2 separate regions of the Mus musculus genome follow, and region 1 is linked to region 2. A link is a contact called in public Hi-C data. All regions are on one chromosome and are shown on one strand. Each heading gives the region's core, a stretch centred on a gene start, on an enhancer-like site or on the middle of the called end of the contact. The rest is flanking DNA. Distances are from core to core; before and after follow the strand shown. Region 1 overlaps Msrb3 (methionine sulfoxide reductase B3). Region 2 has its middle 4.7 kb from the start of Gm35130.

Evidence for each region. Hi-C and Micro-C count contacts between places; a contact is called where the count stands out from the background.
Region 1: a contact with region 2 is called in a Hi-C map of embryonic fibroblasts, with 2.4 times the contacts expected there. The contact joins two enhancer-like sites. A contact is called at or near these places in 6 of 484 Hi-C or Micro-C datasets (the HPC-7 cell line, the Patski cell line, embryonic fibroblasts and 1 more), 3 of 115 datasets of contacts at active chromatin or transcription factors (bone marrow-derived macrophages, embryonic limb bud and embryonic stem cells) and 1 of 9 other capture datasets (embryonic stem cells).

Annotation. Positions count from the first base shown.
Region 1 is chr10:120,807,361-120,813,403 of GRCm38.p6, forward strand. The region is part of intron 5 of Msrb3 (methionine sulfoxide reductase B3); the gene reads right to left. Among named protein-coding and RNA genes, the nearest start is that of 4921513I03Rik, 45 kb to the left of the region's middle. Within about 2 kb of position 3,166, at least 28 of the 459 cell types and tissues checked have an H3K27ac peak or open chromatin away from gene starts, as enhancers often do. A contact at or near this core is called in embryonic fibroblasts, where this site is marked.
Region 2 is chr10:120,720,421-120,726,961 of GRCm38.p6, forward strand. No RefSeq gene overlaps it. Among named protein-coding and RNA genes, the nearest start is that of Gm35130, 4.7 kb to the left of the region's middle. Within about 2 kb of position 2,256, at least 23 of the 459 cell types and tissues checked have an H3K27ac peak or open chromatin away from gene starts, as enhancers often do. A contact at or near this core is called in embryonic fibroblasts, where this site is marked.

The DNA of each region.
Region 1 (6,043 bases), core at 1,916-4,415, 88 kb after region 2:
TTCTCCCACAACAGTGAGTAGAGATGGTCTTAGACTATTAACATTATTATGAGCCTATGCTCTGTCTACACCGGTGGTTGTCAGCCTGTGGGCCATAACCCTTTGGGGGTGGAATGATCTTTCCATAGAGATCACCTAAGATCTTGGAAAAAAAACACGTATTTATATTGCTACTCATAGCAGTAGCAAAATTACAGTCATGAAGTAGCAACAAAAATAATTTTATGGATGGGGTCATCACCATGTGAGGAAATGTATTGAAGGGTCACCGAGTTGGGAAGGTTGGAAACCACTGGTCTACAATATGGTTACAGAAACTAACCTTGCTGGTTGTACGGTGGGGTGGGACATTCAGATCCCACACAGTGTTTCTAAAGTTGGCAGGGGAGGGGTAGAGCATTTTGGAGATCCTTTTACTGCTGTAAAAATACACAGCAATCTAAATGAGTTGGGAGACCCAAGTTTCCTTTACACACAAGAGGAGGTTGGCGTTTGAATTCTTCCCTGTTGAGTAGATACCAGCTAGTAACCACATGGAAACCACAGAGGTCTTACCACCCGTATGAGGTTTAAAAACAAACAAACAACCAGCCACTGTCTCCTAGGGAAGCATAAGGAAAAAACCCAACGTGTTTCCAAGCCGCCATCCTATCTATCCCTGACTCTACCTTCCCCCTCTCTAACTTACAGTTGTGATCATTTGGTTTTGTTTTGATTTTTTTGTTTGCTTGATTGTTTGTTTTTCCAGACAGGGTTTCTCTGTGCAGCCTTGGCTATCCTGGTACTTGTTCTGTAGACCAGGCTGGCCTTGAACTCACAGAGATCCACCTGCCTCTGCCTCCCCAGTGCTGGGATTAAAAGGCATGCGCTACCACTGCCCAGCTTAGTTGTGATAGTTTTAAGACATTTTGTGTGGGGTTTAAATATCTAAACTACAATGACATTGACATGGTATTGTGTGATAATGTGTAACATAATGTATAGGCATCCAGAGGCATTAAGTGAACCAATCACCACTTCCCCTTTCTACTTCCGGGAAGTCTCCATTTCATCAGAGGGAAAACCAATTCTTACTAAATAACTCCCATTCATTCCCCACAGCCCGAGTCCCTGCAAACTACCTTTGGATTTTCTATCTTTATTTTGCTTTTCAGTTTAGGTTGTCCGTCCATCCATCCATCCATTCCATCAGTGAACATTTGAGTTGTTTCTGTCTTTGCATGTTGTGCATAACTTGCTATGAACACGGGAGAACACGCAAGCACCGTTCAGATCCCTGACTTCGACTCTTTGTGTAGATTTCTATAAGGGGTGGTGTTGCTTGAGCTGGCCCAAAGCTGCAGTTCTCTGCTGCTGTTCACCAACAAGAGAATACCACAAGTGTATATCCGTAGCCCAGACAAAAAGTCAAAAGTCAAAATTCAAAGTAGTATAGGTTCTATCTATCGAAGTATGTGATCAAAAAAAGAAAATCACAAGTCAAAGAATTGCAAAGCTGGGGGAGTCTTTACAGAATCCTAATACTCCCATGGTCTCTCTAACGTGAACTTCCTGCTTATTTTTTCTCATGGGGCTAAAATAACTGGGTAAGTCACTCTCACATTCGCCAGCCAGTTTGCTGCACATTTATCCATTGAACGTTCTTGAACTTGAGGAGAGACATTGTCCACACTATGAACACTCAGTGGTGATCACATATCCAAAGCATCATCCAGACCATGCTCACAGAACAAGAGATTGGAACTGGAGCGTCCCATGTGTTGGTATCAGGACCTCAGAAACCGATGACATCACAAAAGCACAACCCACACACCTGTTGCTAAGGCAACAGCCACCATATTTCCAGAATCCACTTGGCTCACCTCCCACCCTTACCTGTGACTACACCATCATCCATATATAAAGAAAGGCTCCTGATCTCTCTCTCTCTCTCTCTCTTTCTCTTTCTCCCCCCTTTCTCTTTCCACGGCTACCTTGCCCTTTTCCCTCTCAACAAATTTCATGTTGGGGGGGGGAATGGTGAGAGAGGGGGAGTAAGGGGCAAGAGACAAGAAAGAGAGGCAGGAGTGAGAGAGGAAGAAGGGGGGCAAGCAGCCCCTTTTATAGTGGGTCAGGCCTACCTGGCTATTGCCAGGTAACTGTGGGGGTGGAGTCCAGACAGAATACCAACACCACGTATCTATGTTAACACATGCTGATATTAAAAAACATTGATTTACTTCTTTATCTGTGTGCACAGCTAGCCTTTCTGGTTCCCAGGTATATACATTGACCTGCCTTCTCAGTAGAAGTAGTAGTAGTTCACTCTCTTCAACTCTCCTGTTTTAAGTTAGTTTCCTAAACACCAGGCCCGTTGGGTCTTAGCATGGTTAGAGACAGTCTGTGCCAGGGATGCGCTACTTCTAGCCTGTGTTTAAACCCCATGTGTATAAAGCTTTTTGGCTCCCCGACCCAACCTCTTGTAATCCATTCATCTCTCCTTACCAGCGCACTGGAAACTGGTTCTTTGCTCCACTGTCTAACATTTCATTTCCGCTTACTATAAACAACATATGGATGCAGAGTATGCAATGCCAGAGGGCACTGCCTTCCAAGGGCTGTATTTTCTGTATTATTTAACTGGCAGGCAATTGCTACATTAATTCCTACTACTCTAACAACAGTGTAAACGTCCACTAAAACACCAACTTGGTACATATATGGATACCCAGTGATATTTATCAGTTGCTAAACAGTGCAGTATATTTGCAACTCTGTATCCTTTTCTTCTACACCAAGTGAAGCCTGACGACAGGCAAGCAAGCTTGAGAATCGGACTGCAAATGCAATCGAGAATTGAATCTCTCATCAAATCAGACAAAGCACCCAGGCCAGCATACACATACCAATGCGGGACCGGCCTCAGCCAAGTGAGGGCACTCTGCTGTGAGCTTAACTCTTTGCATTTCTGAAGAAAATGACCAAGGCTAGGGCAATGAAAGGGATTAATTTTTCAGTCTTGTTGAAGAACAGGAGTCGATCTGTGACCCGGCTCCCCAGGTATTACCCACCCGGCCCCAAGAACAGAGTCATTTACGAAGTAACTGCTTCAAGGAGTCTCTCTGAAACTACAAAGACATTGAATTCCTGTCAGATGCAGGCATTTCTTCAGGGAATAAAAGAATTTTATGACTCATAAGACGAAAATCTCCTGAATACTCACTGAAGTAATCTAATGAGGTACTGTCACCAGGAGAGACGTTTGATGAATGGATGCGTTATGCAGGAGAGTTTTAGGCAAAACAGGAAATTGAAAAGACTCAGCCGTGTATTCGTTTGTAATTTCTCCTTTCAGGATAAAACCACCTTCAGAAGCACACTTTTCCCATGTGGCACGGCATTTCAGACAATGCCACACTTGACTTCTAGGTCCTTAGTTAAAAATTCATATTTTTAAGAGTGTGCACAGATGGTGGCAAACCATCCTGAGGCAGCGGAGTCCAGGACTTGGTTCTAAGTCATTTTGCAGATTCTTATTCTCCAAATGCGATCTAATTTGGAAGGGAAATGTAAGTGCTAAAGGTAAAGACTTGTACCCTATGCTGGTTAATGAGGAAGGAGGTGGGGGTTTCCTAGGGAAATACAAAAGGAAGCTGGAGAGATAGTACTGTAGCCTTGGCTTTTAGATAAGGCAGAAGCACACAACACCAAGAAGGCCACCTTGACCTTAAACTAGTCCCAGTTAATTCTAATCAAAATTTTGTCTGCTCTGTATTAAATTTTCTTCTACTAACAGGTTGTAAAAATAGAGCAAGCAATGAAAGCCCTCTGTTTAATCTTTCCCAGGGACAAACACAGTGTAATGTATAATATGTAACTACGAATTGGTTGGCAAGTTACTTTTATTTAATTTAGTCTATGCTCAGCTTCACCTCTGAAATACCAGTCTGCGTCCTTCTATCTGGTTTGATTCTATAGTCCACTTAGCACAGTAAGTGTTTACACTAAGAAGACAAGAAAATGTGTGATATATTTTAACTGTCAAAAGTGTTGTGAACAGCAGCAGCTGGAAGAATGCCTAGCCCCTTTCTCTCTTACCCAACAGCCTGTACTTTCCACAACCCAGCAGTTACATCCTTTCATGTCTATATTAAAAGAAAGGCAGAAGGAAGGAAAATGAATTTATTGCTATTTCTGAAAAAAAAGCACATTATAGCTCCTCTCATGTGTGGTCTCTACATTCAGTGCAAACCTCGAGTTAGTGTAGGGGGGACGAACTGGTCTCCAGCAATGAAGCTTTTTCTTTCTTTCCATTTTGTTGTTGGTTTTTGTAGACACAAAAGCCTGGGAGGGCCCTCTGTGTGAACCCTGCTTTTTCCTGCTTCTCTAGGTGTACCTTGTACATCATCCTAAACTCGTCATCACAAGGCTGTACTGAAAGGCTATTCTCAGCCGACTCAACTCTGAAAATAAGTTTCTTTTTATTCCACCTTCTGACACAGTGACCTTCCACTACTGAAGCTGAAGAGATGGCTACATTACACCCCTGCCACGGTGACGACAGGCTCTACAGGAATATTCTGGGGTGAATATTGAATGGTAAAGAAAGTACGGGCATGATTAGACTTTATGTTTAGCACATTCAACTCTAGAAACGTGAGGTTTGCCCACCGCCCGTACCACACCCCCATTATTTGTTGTTAACCTTGTTAACCACGGCAGCAAATCTTTCTGTTTCTCCCACGGAGCAAGAGTTCGCTTTCACTCCTGCTTAGAATGCCCAAACTCTGCGTGCAGTTCAGTTCTCACACTTCTGAACGTAGTCACACTCACTCGGTGAGGACTTCCCTGGAATTCCCGTCCAGATTCGCGTCTCCTCCCATGCACGCTGTGCGCGCCTTCTTTCCGTTCCACTTCCTCTTAGCTTTTAATCAGACGTTTTTCACTGGTTTCATGACAGAGATTAGAGTGTAAACTGCCCTGCCTATTTACCACAGGATCTCGTTATTTACTGTGTAGATAATCCTAGAGCTCTACCAGAAGCTGAAGCCAATACAACATGAAGGACTTTAGTCTCACCCCCGCCCCGGCCCCCGGCCCTCAAAGAAAGGAAATCTAATGTAGGCATTTTGTCTCTTCCCACCAACAATCCCAGGGGCAGCTTCCCCTAAGCATCCTCACCAACTACTACCTTCTAGCCAGATGTCAGAAAAAGATAAAAGCCCCAAACCCCATGGATATATAAACATTAAGCAACATGCCCCCAGAGAACCAAACATTTAAAAAAGATTTTTAAAAAAAAATCTGAGACAAATGACAATGAAAACACCAAAGTTTATAGGATAATATAGCAAAAGCAGTTCTAAGGGCGGGGGAAAGGGTCTAGAAATAAATAACTACATCTAGAGAGAAAGACGATACGGTAGTACACACCTGTCATCTCCAAACCTGGGGTCTCGTGGTGTGTAAAATGGTCACATTTCTTTTCTCAGTGGGCCAAAAAAGCAAAGCAGTATGAATATGAATACGCACCAGTAGAGAAATGAAATAAGGAGGCTGATGGAATTGTGAGACAGTTTTCACCGTTTTACAATTCCTGTCCTATGTGGTACGTTCACATCTCTTATAAACAGGCAAAGGCATACATATATACAAAAAGCAAGAGATGCAAACATGTCAGAAGGAAAGGCAGCAAATATCTTCAAAGGCTCTTTCTCCATAAAAAAGGCAGAATATTTAAATTAATAGAAAACTTCTTATTTGTCTACATACAATCTCCTTGTGCTGGGTGAAAAACAATAATGAAGAAAAACCGAACGATGTTCTTTTTAAGACTCTTACATGAATTCAATTGACGAAGGGGATTAATATGTAAACATAACAAAGCTACAGCTGGTAGATACTGCACAAGGGAAGTGGGGGTGGGGAGAGAAAGCCTGCTAACTAAAGTAAATAAATAAACACATAAAGAAATAAACAAGTAAAATCAATTCTAGAAGCATCAACTTCCATAAAGGGGGATATTTTAATTCAAAAGCACACAACCTCTGGTGCACTTTTATAT
Region 2 (6,541 bases), core at 1,006-3,505:
CTTTTTAACATCTGAGGAAGAAAGTGTTATGGTTAAAAGCATTTGGATTCCACTATGTCACTGTAACATAACGTGTAATAAATACCTTTTATTATTTATTACCTAAAAGCTTAGGGGCCATGGAAGACTAAAAGCTATCCTTTTTTTTTTTTTTTCCCTCTTGATGAAGCTCTAACAAGTTTATTCCAGCCCCTGGGTGGAAAGCGAGGGTGAGAAAGGGCCGAGTCTCTGTGATCATTGTATGTAACTGGAAGATTTGTTTTAGCTCAAACCTTGCAGCCTGGGGCATGCATGCCAGCCTCCCAGAAACGCCTACCCCAGCCCATCCCCATAACAAGCGTCAGTAAAAACAGAACCGAGGATCTAGGTTAGCCCAGAGTTCCCAGCGCTCTGAAACTTCTGTTCCAGGATAAGAACTACAGAAAGATCTCGGAGTCAGTTAGTTGAGCAAATTAACTTTGTGGCTATTTCTGGTGAAAAGAAAAACAAAACAAAACAAAAATCCTTTATCTTAAAAGGCACAGAAGACTACAAGTCCTCCTCACTTTACCCTCCTATCCCTTCATACCTGACAGGCGGCAATTTTGTTTGCATTAAAATGGCATCTTCCAAGAGGACCTATGAACCTGAAACAAATGTTGTTTAATTTGCCATTCATTAGGGGTGTATTGGGATTGATTTATTGCACCCTTATGACCCTACGTCTTTGGAACAGCATTCCTGCACGATTAAACTGGGAAAGGGTTCAGGCAGGAGTTGCAGGGATCAGCAAAGGAGGCTATGGTGATGCTGAGAATTGCTGTGTATCTGTAACCCAAAGAGAACACAGAACAGTTGAGCTTTGAAGGCATGTGAGCCAGACAAGAGTGTGTAAGTCTTTTGACCCAGGTTTGCCAAGTCTCTCCTAAGGGATGTGGCCCTCACAAGCCACTGTGATCCAGCTTGTAGATTGTTGAGTTCTCTCTCTCTCTCTCTCTCTCTCTCTCTCTCTCTCTCTCTCTCTCTCTCTCCCCTCCCCTCCCCTCCCCTCCCCTCCCCCATCCCTGCCCCCAGGAACCCTGCTCTTTCTGCTAACTATACCACAGCCAGAGAAACATGGAGGTAGATACTGATTAGAGATGTGCGCTAGAGAGAAAAATATGCCTCCTGGCAGAATCAGAAAATGGTCAAATTAAACAAAACAAAGCCAAAAAAAAAAAAACCAAAAAAAACCAAACCAAACAAAACAAACAAACAAACAAGCAAAAACAAATTGCCAAACGAAAAAAAAAAATTGCCGAACGCTGAGAATTGAGGCAACAGCAATTCCCGCCGGGCACTGGGATCCATTCTCTGTCTTGTGCGAGGCACAAGTCTAATTACAGCTCTTATGAGGAAAGATGACAGTGTTTTATTTTATCTTATTTTGTTTTGTTCTTTATGTGTAAACAAACCAGTCAAGGGCTGGTAAGCCTCAGCCAGCTGGCATTTATTTGTTTTTATCTCCTACTGTGATTCACCTTGTTTTAATTGACTTCCAAGAAAACATTCGGGGATAGGGAGTGGGGGGGGGCACTTCGTGGTTGTGGCTGTAGCTAAATACACACGTTTACCTGAAGCCGGAGTCAGGGAGGGAGGACACAGTGCCTTCAATTCCCTACCCAACTTCCTTCCAATCCTATCACCTTAGGCTATCCTGCCAGAGTCCGTGGGGCTGGCTTGGAGAGAACTTGGGGTTACGATGGAAGACCTTGTGCGCCTGCGCCTTCTGTGAGCGCTAAAATGCTGGGTCTCCCTGGGAGCAGCTATCCCCGGGTCTGACAGCTCCTACCCAGAGTCCTCTCAGACTCCCACCCCAAACTGGCATTTGTCGGGTGTCTAGCAAGTATCCTGGCTTTGGTTTTCCCATTGAAACCCAACGGCTATATAAGTGAAGAGGAATGTGGAGGCGGGGGCAGAGGAGGTCTGCAAGGTGATCGTATTCTGTCGTTTGGGGGGACGTTAGGAAGTCCCTTTTCAAATTTTCTCCCCACAGAGGCTGGGCATCCTACCACTTGTGAGGGAACTGGCTTCCCTAAGAATGTTAGGATTATTAACATAGCTTAGGAAATGAGTCCCTAGAGGTTCACCATGGGCTTGATCGCACAGAATGGCTGCTGTGAGAGGCAGCCTGCTTGCGAATCAAGGGCTGGAGATGCTCTAGAGGATAACGTGCTGTCTCTCCCTAAAGAATCTGGAGTGTGCTTCCCGGAGTGAGCAGCAGGAAGTCTGACTGACCTACATGAAGCATCCAAACAGAGTTAATGATTCATTCAACTGCTCTCTCAGACGTTCACTAGCCAGAGGTCTGAAACTTAATTTTTTTTTTTTAATAGAAACTGACACCTGCGGTTTAAGAATTCCCTTATAGCCTTTGGGATAAAAAATCTTGGCTTCCCATTTTAATTCAAAGACAAGGTGAGAGGCTTTCCTTGTAAGAGGAGCCAGCAAGGAACACTCTCTGGCTCCTTCTGTTAGGGGGCCTTGCCCTCCTCCCAAGCTCTGCGGCCTGGGTACCTTTGATGTCCAGGCTGCCTCCGACCTCATCTCAGCAGGATGCTCTCCTTGATCCCTTCCAACCTCCCCACCCAAGGTCCTCCTGAGTGTGGGAAAGTGGGTGGAGCAGAGTAGCGCATCTGAGGTCTCTCAGCCTGCAGGGCTTTCGGAGTGAGGGGCCAGGTCAGCAGGAAGGTGCAAAAGGATGGAGTGGAGACGGAAAGACAGAAAAGATGGAATGGACAGAGCCAAGGGCCCAGCCAGAGCTTCCCACGGCACTCACCACAAGGTACTGGCTGTATTTGGTGTGGTCTCCGACCCCCAGTTCCATCCCATTTACAACTGCTTAAACAGCCCTGTATCCAACCAGCTCATGACAGCTGTTTTGACCTGTGGAGACGACTCTGGATGGTGATGGATAGGCGGATAGACTTGCTGGGTATGGCTGCATATGCAGCCAACTGCCCACTCCGATTTAAGCTTTATCCTTCTACCGTTCCTGGTGTAATCCCCACACTCTGCCACCCCTCGAGCCTTCTTGTCTTTATAATCTCTGTCTTGTTTGTTCTATGCCATTCAAGGAGCTACAACACCTTTGGCTTCCTAATGCTCTTTCCACATCCAAACTTCATCCTCTCTCTGCCATTGGCTTTGAAGATGTCCTCATCTCTCTGGTAAATAGTACTACATGTACAGCCCCCCACTCCACCCCACCCCCGGCTTTCTGGATTTCAGCAGAATTAACCTGAAAGTTTATCTTAAACGAAAACAATTAACTAGTACTCAGTGAATGGTGGCTCTGAGAATTGATAATCAATACGTATTCTATAATGTCCTTTGGTTGGTATGTTTCTTCTGTAAGTGACAGGCAAGTGTGAAGGGGCTAAAATAATGGAGGTGCCAAAAGGCATCATTTTCTTTAAAAGGTAGTTACTGAGTCTGCCTAGTTTTGTGTCAGCCACTTCATTGAGAGCCTTAGAGCCTGGGCTGTTCACTAAAGTTCCCAGATGTTTGCTTTGACTTTCTAAAGAGGACAGTAAAGACTGGGCACATGGCATGAGTGGATCACAAGACACTGCCAGTTTCAACAGGGGATGGAGCTGGGAAAGGTGGTGATCTTTCTAACAGTTTCCAAAGTGCCGAGAAAAAGCCATGGGAAGAACAGAAGAGCTACAGAGATTTTTCAGAAAGGTGTGTGGAATAGGAAGGAGCCTGAGGGAAGAGCAGGAAGTCTGGAGCTTGGGGTCTCAGAAACCATCTCTACACTCATGGGCCCTGAGGGAAATGCCACCTGCCCAGCCCACGTGAAAATTCCACACGGAAGGCCTTTGCTTCTGAGTTAGCTCTGAGGCCTGGCGCATCGTTGTGACTCTGAAAGCACACCATAAGCTTTTGGCATAAAGTCAACCTTTACTTCCCCGAGCAGAAGGTTCCTTAGTGCAATGTGACGAGACAGAACCACTTAGCATGCCACTTTTGCCAGATCTTTCCACTTTAAAGTGCAAGTTTGGAATGCTGTTCTTAGCTCTACCACTGCGCTATCATGGGACAGTGACCGCGCCCCACATCAGGTTCCCTATTGCTGGTGACAAAACTAGAGAGAGAAATCTTTAGCACCCAGTAAAACCATGACTGCTCCAAATAGTTCATAATGATTTTTTTTTCTGGGAAAAATAACTTTCAACTGAAATAGCATAAAAAAGCAATGGGAAAATGCACAGGCATGCGAGAAACCCTGATCTCCACTGTTCCATAACAGCATATCCCATCGCAGAGAAGAAAATAGAAAGAAAAATGTGTCCCTAGAGAGTCAACAGCTCGAGCTTCTCTGCCCCATAGAAATGACTGTTTATGGTATATACCAAAGCACCATATTAGGAGACCACTTTTTTGGTTTTTCTTTGTCTTACTCAACCAATTCCTGGGCAAAGAGATTCAAAATGATTAGAGAACATATTTCCATTGTTCACCAATGTTACTGTATTCTTGTCACACTGCATCCTCTGACACACAGCTGGGTGGCATGGCCCAGGAATCTTGATGGGAAAACAGGAGTGCCTCTGAGATGCACAACACTACCATGTAACACACAACACAACCATCAGGTCAAACATTACCAAGCTCTTATAGTTCTAAAGAAAAGATCAAGCTGCCAAGCTGGGGAAAGAAGCTCTTTGGTGCTGGTCTGATGAGGATGCCGGACAAGGTCATGAGTCCGTGGTCAGGGAGAAGCTTGGTTCAGTATGGTGACTGTCCCAGTGAATGTCTCTGACCAGCAGTGTAGGTTAAAGGAAAGATCTCCGGGAACCTGGGCTCAGAGAGAATTCTCCTTTGCACATCCTTAGCTACATTCCCTCTAGAAAGCTACTCACCTCAGTGTTCTTATAGATACGGAATTCTATAAGAAGAACTCCATAAATATCACATACACATCGTCACTACTTCTATTGACCTGGACTGCCATGACAATGCATTATAGAATGGCTGTCTTAAACAACACATTTGCTTTCTCTAAACCCTGGAATCAAGATCCAGGCCCAACAGGTGAATGGTTTGGTTCTTGAAGATTTCCTTCTAGATATCAGATAGCTGCCTTCTCAGTTGTGTCTTGGTATAAACACTCCATAATCCTTGTGTGGTGTGCAGAGAGATCAAGAGAGAAAGGAAGAGAGGGCAAGGGATGGAAGGAAAGAAGAAAAGAGATGGGGAGGGAAGACTTGTTTCTTTGGTATAGCATTGTGCCTGGGCACTAATCCTATTGCACAAGGGTTCAACCTCTGTGACTTCATTTAATCTCAATTATTTCCTTGAAGTCCACACCCCACACTGGGAACTAAGACCCCGAGTGAATGGATTTTGCAAAGAAAGCTGTTAGTCCATAAAGTCTATAACAATTATTATTATCACTATCCTAAATTATATATCATAAGCTTTGAGTTAGATAAATCCAATGCAGAATTATGAAGGAACAGGAGCATGTGGCCGTTTGAATGAAAGCGGTCCCATAGGCTCGTAGGGAGTGGCACTATTGGGAGGTGTGGCCTCATTGGAGTAGGTGTGGCTTTGTTGGAAGAAGTATGTCGCTAGGGGGTGGGCTCTGAGATCTCAGATGCTCAAGCCAGGCCTACTGTGACGTTTGCTTCCTGTTGCCTGAGGATCCAGGTATAGGACTCTCAACTACCTTTCTAGTACTAAGCTGCCTGGCTACTGCCATGCTTCCCACCATGATGATAATGGATTAAACCTCTAAACTGTCAGCCACCCCAATTAAAAGTTTTCCTTTGTAAGAGTTGTCATGGTCATGATGTCTCTTCACAGCAATGGAAATGCTAAGACAGGGTGTTCCTATGTCTGCACTATTCAGCCATGTTCAGTTAACCATCAGACACTGTTGATCAGACCAAGGCAACTCTTATAAGGACAGCATTTAATTGGGGCTGGCTTACAGGTTCAGAGGTACAGTCTATTATCATCAAAGTGTGAGCATGGCAGCATTCAGGTAGGCATGGTGCAGGAGGAGCTGAGTGTGTTTTTAACATCTTCATCTGAAGGCTGCTAGCAGGATACTGGCTTCCCAGGCAGCTAGGATGAGGGTATTAAAGCCCACACCCACAAGGCCACACCCACTCCAACAAACTCCAAAGCCACACCCACCCCTACATGGCCACACCCACTCCAACAAGGCCACACCCACTCTAACAAGGCCACATCTCTCAACAGTGCCACTCCTTGGGCCTAGCATATACAAACCATCACAACACACACATGCTTACTGTTGCTTCTTCCACTCATGATCTGACTAAACTTTGGAAAAGCACGGCCTGGAGAAATGAACTCTGAAAGGCAATCCCTGTTGCTTTGACTAAAGACTTTGGTTATGTACAAGCATCTCGGGACTTTCTGTCTTCAACAACACAAACGCAGCCATCAGTCTGCCTCACGGCTCCCGAACTCTGTGCTATATATTTATAATTAGTTTCTCTGGGACCTGCCATAGTCCCCCTACTTAGCAGAGAATGCACCTACA